2 separate regions of the Sus scrofa genome follow, and region 2 is linked to region 1. Evidence: chromatin contacts called from public Hi-C data. All regions are on one chromosome and are shown on one strand. The core of a region is the stretch at or near the end of the contact, and the rest is flanking DNA. Distances in the headings are between cores, read along the strand shown.

Region 1 (4,627 bases), core at 1,160-3,659:
CATTCTCTTTCAGATTCTTTTCCCACATAGATGATCATGGACTATGGCGTAGAGTTCCCTATGTTGCACAGCAGGTCCCCAGTTAGTCCCTCACTCCATGTACCTCAGTGGGCAGGCAGCTTCCACCAATCGAGACACACTGGGTCAGAGGCTCCTTGATGCAGGGCTCCCTTGAGACACCAAGGTCTGTTGATTTCAAACAGCAGGTGACAACCGTATCCAAAAGTGAGTACTGCCAGGCACCCCTTTCGTGGCAGCGCCCAAGTGGATGGACCCTGAGTCGGTCCCCCTGCTCCCAACACTCAACTTCGAACCTACAGGAAAAGGAAAATCCTAGTACCTGCCTGCTGTCAATGGACCTACCTGACAAGTAGCCAAACACCTCCTGCCCTAAGTGGTTCAAGCTTTGAGGTTTCCAGGAGGGTAATAGGGCCGTTTCCCCGCCTTGACCTTGGCGCCCAGAGGGTGCAGAGCGAGGTGGGCGGGGCCAGGCTGGAGGTGGGGACAGGAAACTGGCTGTCAGAGAACTTGTGAGAGTCCTCCACTTAGGCAAGAGAAGGCTTGGTGTAGTTTTGAAAGATTTAAAAGATTTGACAAATGCAAATTATCTCTTCAAGAGGTTGGCTGCATGTTTTGGGCAGAAGGAGAAAAAAAAAATTTTTTTTTTCACATACAAGAAACTGGTTGAGAGGAGCAGATGTATTACTAAGATTTGCACTTAATCACTTAGCTTTCATTTCCTGAGAACTCCTAAAGCCTCTGCTTTTCGGTTCAAGATGCAGAAGATTGATTTCAGGAGGAAAATCTGATGCAGGCTAGATTTGATCTGAGTTGATTCCAAGAATGCTGAGATCCAAGGGCATTTTAAAACATCACATTTGCATCTCTAGCTACTTAATTTTTGAACTGTCAAGTCATTTCTGAGTGGCCTTTGTAACTTTTCACATTTCAGACACACTCATATTTAAAATAAAACATTATTTTTAAAGTATGCTGTCCTTTCTCATTGTCTTAAAAAGATTTTTTTTTTTTTCCCAGAAATGAAGCCCAGGCTTATTTCATTTCTCGAACGTCATCAGGGAAAACCCTCTGGTTTCTGAAAAGCTCGCCTTCAAGTGCTTGCGGTGGGGGTCCAGCCATGGGCCGGGAGACCCACACAACCCGGGGGGACTCTGATCTCTCTGCTCTGACCCTGTGCCTTCAGGTGTCCTTCACCCCCATGTCGGCGTGAGGTGTGAGATTGATGGGCCATCCATATGCCCAGCCAGCACCCCGGAGGTACTTGGCCCTGAGGACGCCACCTGCCACTCACAGCAGCACTGGTTTCCCAAAGGGCAGAGTCCAGCTTCCAGCCGGAGGCTTTAGAGGTGAGGCAGGCCTGGCGGGGCCCCAGGCGAGATGTTGATTACTTTGCACAACTTACCGAACAATTTAAACACTACCCTGGAATCTCTAATTTTCCCTTAGTTCCTGCTTATGGATCGACGGCTCCTGAATTCGTCTGGAATTGTTAAACCGGATGGGTCCGAGAGTGTCTCTCTGCCCGCAGATGTAGAGGCAGGAGGCCCGGTGTCCCTCCACATCCGCGCCCAAACCGGGGACCAGGCCCCAGCCTGGAATCACCACCTCTCTGTCCTCCACCCCTGTAGGGCCGGAGACCCCAGCTGGTGTCCTACCAGCCTCACAAGTGCTGTCAGCTTCTATCCCCAAGATACTCCTTCTACCCAGACTAGAGGCACATGATTCCTGACCTCTTGTCCTGACTGTGAGGTCAAGGCTACCTGCTGGGGTCTGGCACTGCCCTCATTGTGTCCTGAGTCCCAGCGGTGGCCTGGCTGGGGGTGGGGGTGTAATTCTGTCAACGTTCTATAATAATGAACACCTGCCATCCCCACCCCCACCCTGCCACCATTGCTACTCCTGCCAGGCACCCTCCTGGTCTCCAAGTCCAGGGAATAAGGAGTGACTTCAGGATTTCTGCTGTCACCTGGTAAACCTGTTTGTCCTTCTGCCCCTTGTCTGTATCACCACCATCTTGAGCATAAGGACAAGGCACTGCTGGCAGCTCTGGGACGTGACACCCTTGGAGCCTCCAGTCAAAGCCCACAGCTCAGGGTTTCCCGATTTCCCTTTGAACAAACCGGTGTGCGGAAAAACCCTTCTTGCTCCTCTGCAGCTTCCTGAACCCCGTGCGCTGGCCACAGGGTCTTGTACCTGCTGCTCTGCATGTTTGCTTTCTGGCTTCCGGGATCCACAGCCTTGTTGGTGCCGTTTTCTTAAGGGTGTGTGACCTTGGTCTCGCTTTCCAGGGACATTCCCAAGGAACTTGAGAGACGGAAGCTTTCAGAGCACACACTCCCCAGTGACATCATCAGATTGCTGGGGTCTGTGGGAACATCAGGGCCACGGAAGGCACCATGCCAGCTCGAGGTGGCAGGAAGGAGGGCGGGGGCGAATGAGGCCAGCTCAGCCCTGAGTGCTTTTATCTTTCCTCCTCTTTCAGAGGGGAAAAGCCCAGGCCCGCTTTCTTGGCCACATGCTCTTCAGGGCTGTAAACTCTCTGGGGAGAGGGAGGTGGCAATTTGGGGTGAAGTCTCAAGGATGGAGGTGCTGGGAGTTCCCGCTGTGGTGCGTGTGAAGGATCTGGCTTGGATTCAGTCCCTGGCCCTGGAACTTCCATGTGCTGCAGGTGCAGCTGGAAAAAAAAAAAAAGGATGTCGGTTTTGGTCCAGTGCCCTCCTTTGGGGAAGCCACAGGCTTCTCCCTCCAGCGGCGCAGGCTGGGTCTCTTATCTGAGCCCCTTCTACTGAGCAAGCCTCCCTCCCTGAGACAAGAACCTCTGTAATTCCTTGAGGTGACAACAAGGAGCAGACCCTGGAGAAAGTCCTGTTCACCCGAGGTCCCTGAGCTCACCCGGAGGATTCAGACCTCGATGTGACACAAAATTCAGTCCTTGCTAAGCAGGGGCCAACGCCCCAACCGCATACTTGAAGAAGAAAGGGAATGATAAACTGCTGGATGTGGTTTAAGAGCCAGACTCCCCACAGAAATAACTACCTTTCATATGGAAAGTAAGAGTGTTTGATGGAAAGATAAGGCAGTGGTTGAGGGCCTCAGCTGCCTGCTCCCCTCCACCTCTCTGGCCAGCCAGGGACGGTGGCTGCCTCCAGGAAGGTCCTGGGGCCACAGAGAGAGCCTCTGTCAACGCCTCATTTGTTGAAACTCTGCAGAAAAGTATAATCCACTTCCAACAGACAGCTTTAAGATTTGCAGAGTGTTGGATTAAGGACCTTAGTCAATAATGGAGTTCCTGTCGTGGCTCAGAGGAAATGAATCTGACTAGCATCCATGAGGACGCAGGTTTGATCCCTGGCCTTGCTCAGTGGGTTAAGGGTCTGGAGTTGCCGTGAGCTGTGGTGTAGGTTGCAGACATGGCTCAGATCTGACGTTGCTGTGGCTGTGGTATAGGCTGGCAGATACAGCTCCAATTCTACCCCTAGCCTGGGAACCTCCATATGCTCGGGTGTGGCCATAAAAAAAAACAAACAACAACAAAAAAAAACCCAAAAAAAAACAAACTGTAGACCTTAGTCAATAATCATTCATATTATTTCATATCTGGGTTCTGGTCCTCCCGGTATGGAGGACAAACGTCTCTGTGGCTGGTTGCAGGGAGCTCCCCGCAGGCCAGGCTGGTTTGGCTGGAAGGGGTCCAAGAAGATCGTTTTCTTCAATCCATTTTGCTAACACTGGCTGCTGTGACCTTCCACCCCAGTCCTGACCCCCTCACCCCCAACTACACTGTGTTCCCTCAGGAATACTCATCAGGTTACAGCGAAGCTTACAGCTGCTGCCACTGGCTTCCAAGCTCAGGGTCCCACACACGGACCATTTTTTCAAAAAAACAAATGCCACTGATAGGTGATAGGCTGGCCTGTCCACCCCACAATTTTCTTTTCTTTTCTTTTTTTTTTGTCTTTTATAGGGCTGCACCCACGGCATATGGAGGTTCCCAGGCTAGAGGTTGAAATGGATCTGTAGCCGCCGGTCTACACCACAGCCACAGCAACGCCAGATCTGAGCCATGTCGGCAACCTACACCACAGCTCACGGCAATGCCAGATCCTTAACCCACTGAGTGAGGCCAGGGATTGAACCCACAACCTCATGGTTCCTAATCAGACAGGAACTCCCACCCCATGATTTTCTTACTCTTAGCTCCGTCTGGGTTTCACCATCACTTAACAATCATTTATTAAACAGAGCAGGTTTGCTGTGCCAGGTTAAGTGTAGGCCAGAAAGACAAGCTCCTTCTGGATCTGTACATATGGACCAAACTGGTTGATTTGGATTTTAAAAAAAAGGCCCAGCTTCATTGATTGAATTCATTTTTCTTTCTTTCTTTCTTTCTTTTTCTTTCTTTCTTTCTTTCTTTCTTTCTTTCTTTCTTTCTTTCTTTCTTTCTTTTCTTGTTTTTTTTAAGGCCAAACCTGCGATGTATGGAGGTTCCCAGGCTAGGGGTAGAATTGGAGCTGTAGCCGCCAGCCTACACCACAGCCACAGCAATGAGGGATCCGAGCCATGTTTGTGACCTACACCACAGCTCACAGCAATGCCAGATCCTTAA
Region 2 (4,627 bases), core at 1,291-3,790, 150 kb after region 1:
TCTTGCCACCCTTCCAAAGTCCAGCGCCTGCTGCACAGCTTGGCTGATAAGAGGTCCCCAGAATGAGCGACATCCCAGCTCCACTCTCTATCCATGACTTTCCATTATGCTCCTCAAATCCCACAGCATAATAAAAGTTTACAGCTCTGTTTATGCATTTTCAGATACATCTTAATGAAGAGGCAGTGGCCTGGTTAGGTGGGTGGAGAGCAGAGAGTCAGAAGTCAGGCAGGCTGAGTGGGAATCCACATCCACCCTTGGCCAGCTCTGCAACCTGAGGCAGCCTAAGCTGCTATGTCCGCGCATCCCCTTGGAAGCCAGTGATCACTAAAGAAATATGATATTGCCTTCTGTGCTTCTAAGAAATTAAATGCTTAACATATATCAGAAATACACTGAATACTAACACCCGCCCCCAAAGTTATTTTGCATGGCAATTTAACCTCTAGAATTCAAAACCCATTCTGAAACATTTGTAACATGTACCAGTATTCCAATTATAGGTAACCAAATCTGGCTTTAGCATTCTAAAATTGTTAGAGTCTGTGAAATATTACAGTATTCCTTATCACTAGAGATTACACCCTTCCCAGTAACGAATAATCATTACCACTATTATTATTCCAGGTTGTTTCCACTATATCTTCTTAACTAACTCAACTTAGGAAAACACAGACTCAAACTGGCTTAAGTCATGAAAGTACAGACCTATACTCTCCAATATGGAGCCACTAGCTTCATGGGCCCCCAAACCCCCAAATGTAAGAAACATGCCAGCTTCCAAAGATGTCACGCAAAGAAAAGCATATGAATTAGCTCATTAATAAGGCTGCATGTTGAATACGTGGAAATGAAAATACTTTTGCTCTACTGGGTAAAAGAATATATTGGGAAATTTTCACTTCTTGTTTGTTTTTGTTTTTGATGTCTCTAATGTGGCTACTAGACCTTTAAAACCCAATCTGCGGCTCGCGTTCTATTTCAGAGGAACAGCACTGCTCCTGACAATCTCTTCAAGGGGTGTCTGCAAGACACGCTCCACACTAAAACACACAGTATTTTCCGCACCAGCCTCTTCTCCTTCCGTAAGCCTCAGGCACAGTCCTGGGGTACAAAGCTGTATGTGTGTTATGATGCTTTTATGACAAGGGTAACGCTGAATCCACCCCAAAGTATAGAAGTCTCTAAAAAATAAGCTGACGAGGAGTCCCCGTTGTAACTCAGCAGTAACGATCCCAACTAGCATCCATGAGGGCACAGGTTCAACCCCTGCCCCTGCTCAGTGGGTTAAAGATCCAGCGTTGCCGTGAGCTCGGGTGTAGATCGCAGACATGGCTCGGATCCTGCGTTGCTGTTGTTGTGGTGTAAGTCGACAGCTGTAGCTCTGATTAGACCCCTAGCCTGGAAACTTTTATATGGCAAGAATGTGGCCCTAAAAAGACCAAAAAAAAAAAAAAAAAAAAAAAAAAGCTAATGATAAATGAAGGGACTCTGTTGTCACCAGTAACAGGCTGCCACTTGGCGTGTAGCCATAGGTGACAGCAGTGGCTCTGGGTACTGGGGAAGGGCCATATATAGAGGTTGGGGAAGCAGCGAGCAGCCCCAGGGTGCAGGCCCACGCAGGTCACACTGGACTTGGACACTGACCATGACCAGGCCTGACCACCAGGGAGCAGGATGGGCAGGCAGGTGTGGTCAGAAAGGCAGTTTGCCAGTCCATGTGACACAGGACAGAAGGACAGCAGGGCTCGGATATAAGAGATCTCTTGGAGGAAACACAATATGACCTGGGATTTGGGAGGTGAGGGAGAGTCCAGGGTGACTAGTGGGTTGAGGACACAGACATTAACCAGAAGGCAAGCAAGTTTGGGGGAGGGGCTGACAGGTGGTGACATTCGGGGCATTTTTGGTGGAAATGACCATCAGGAGGTTGATGATTCACCTGAATGACTGAGTCGTGAACGGACAGGTTTGCAGCTGGAGGGCTGTGGTCACACCTGGAACAGCTCAAACCAGCCTAGGCCAGAGAAACACAGGCAGCCCAAGGGCTGGACTCACCAACCCGGCCACACCCATCAAGGGGAGCCTGGTCCCCCACCCCCTGGGGTCACAGCAGCAGCCCCAGCAGATGCTCCCTGCCCCCAGCTCTGTCCACGGCCAGGAAACACTCTCATTTTCATACGAAATCCAAGACGTTCCGCAGATGTCATATTTTATCTTGATCCTGATCCCCAAACTGTACTGCAGCTGAGCCAACACCGGCTGAGCAGAACTGGGCAAGACTGCTTCTCTCCTAATGGGTCCCCTCAACTCTGAAGCATCTGGACCGCAGCACCTGCCTCCCCCTCGTCCAAGTTTGGTGGGGAACACTGAGCTGTCATCCCTGGACCCCAAAAGGATCAAACACCAGATCCAGATCAGGGTGAAGGAAGCCACAGGATGTCCTAAAAATCATCAGCCTGGTTTTGAACAGTTACACACTGTTATGAACGGAAGTGCCCCCAGCACTCACACGCCGAAGCCCTAACCCCCACGTGACTGTCTGGAGCTGGAGTCTTTGCGGAGATTCAAGTCCGACGAGGGCATCTGAGCCTGTGAGGACACAGCAGGAAGGCAGCCTTCGAGGCCAGGACTAGAGACTCACCGAGAACCCAACCTGCCAGCACCTGGATCTGCACTTTCCAGCCTCCAGACCTTCGAGAAATAAGCTTCCCTTTTCCGCCCAGTCTGTGGAATCTGTTAGCACAGCCCAATCAGACATGCGCACCCAACAGAACAACTGCCTTTCAACTGGCAGAGACCTCCAGCGTGACGGGGCTCAGACACTGAAGCCAGGAAGGGAGCCATCTCCGGGGTCACCTCAGATGCTGACCCTGCTCCTCCACAGTGGGGTGGGGGCGCCCACGAGGCCCACACCCTCAGCCTGTGCACTGCCAGCAGGTCTGCAGCCTCCCACCCACATCCAGCACCTTCCAGGGGTGTCTGCTCCTGCTGGACAGGGAAGGGGCCCTGTCTCCCTCACACTGTTTCTGGGTTCCAGTCTTCTCACACAGACCTAAGGGCCAGAGACCATTTCATCACATTATTTTATTTTTCTTTTCTGGCCACTCCCACAGCATATGGAAGTTCCCAGGACAGGGACTGAATTGGAGCCACAGCTGTGGCCACGCAGGATCCTGAACCCACTGCACCCAGCCAGGGATCAAACCCTTGCTGCCACAGAGACACTGCCAGATCCTTAACCCACTGAGCAACAGTGGGAACTCCTTCATCACATTATTTTAATATTAAATAGGGTGGCTGCTCGGAAAGCAACTGATAAACTATAAACTACCATTCAAGATAGATATTCGTATCTATCCTTTTTCTCTGACTTGGGCATTTCAGATCTTTATTTACCCCCTGACCAGCAAAACCCTCTCACTTTCCAAAACTATCTCAAAAGGGAAAATTGCAGTATTTCAATTGAGTGTACCTGAAACTTCTTTTCTTAAAAAGATTAAAAAATACAAATGGGATAAGAAGTTAGCTCTAAATGACTGGATTCCCAGGCAAGGATAATCCAGAGTTTCCAGTTCAGGTTAACCTGGAGAGACCGACAACCTACTGAAAAAGTAAGATATTCAGTCAACCCACCAGGAAGTTACGCTGTTGAGTTTGCTTTTTGTTTTCTTTCTTTTTTTTTTTTTTTTTTAGGTTTAGCTTTAGGACTCCAAAGATTCATCTGGCAGAGAACTGACCAAATAAAGAGGCCACCAGACCAGATGCTACCAACATCTGGAGGTGCCAGGAACAAAATCTTTGGCCATGTCTCCAAGGTTATGAGCAGAGAGGGGAACGAGTATTCTGGAGATCTCAGAATTTACAGCTTAGTTCAACCCCCCAGCCTCAATAACATGACAGGCTCAGAACTCAGTATTCCTGTGTTCCATCAGTATTTGCTGGGCATCTGGGTACAGAAAGGAATACCAAGAAAGCACAGGATGGACTGTGACAAATGTGTGTGTGTGTGTGTGTGTGTGTGTGTGTGTGTGTGTGTGTTGGAGGGGGAGGGTTTGACCGCTAATGTTGATGATACCTTCAGAAATAGACATCCTTTGGGATACCTCCAATGTGAAAAGCAGTCAAAGAAAAAAATAATCCAATTTTTAAAACTGTTACTGAACTAGCCTAAAGAAATAAAAGGTTTTGTCTACATACGCTTGAAACCACTAAAAGGCTGTTCTGACCTCCTTGAAGTGGCCTTAACTCAAGCATTGAACGTTATCATTACAATATCATTCTTAGCCTTTGAAAACATGCCACTTGAAGGGTTTCTATCACTCACTTTAGGAAAGAGAAACAACGCGGAAGCGCCATTTGCAATGCGTCCAGATGGGAAAACCAATTTCGTAAGCCTCAGAGTTGAGAGGTGGGGAGTTTCCAGTTCATTGGTGAAAAAAAGTTCCCTTTACCAGCTTTCCCAAACATGGTCCACTGCTCTCCCCCCCTCCACAGTTCCAGCAAAGCTCTTCGGCCTGATTCTTCTTGGGGGAGAATGTGTCCCCAGCCCTCTGACCCCAGCGCACCCAGCAGGCCACCCTGGGCAGTTACAAGTATGTGGGGCTTGCAGACACAGCCTCATCCA

The links. Hi-C and Micro-C count contacts between places; a contact is called where the count stands out from the background.
Region 2: a contact with region 1 is called in a Hi-C map of retroperitoneal adipose tissue, with 1.7 times the contacts expected there. A contact is called at or near these places in 7 of 47 Hi-C or Micro-C datasets (fetal skeletal muscle, heart right ventricle, liver and 2 more) and 1 of 2 datasets of targeted methods (skeletal muscle).

What each region holds. Positions count from the first base shown.
Region 1 is chr3:49,037,757-49,042,383 of Sscrofa11.1, forward strand. No RefSeq gene overlaps it. Among named protein-coding and RNA genes, the nearest start is that of C3H2orf40, 69 kb to the left of the region's middle.
Region 2 is chr3:49,191,556-49,196,182 of Sscrofa11.1, forward strand. It overlaps a transcript of NCK2 not described here. Among named protein-coding and RNA genes, the nearest start is that of NCK2, 85 kb to the left of the region's middle.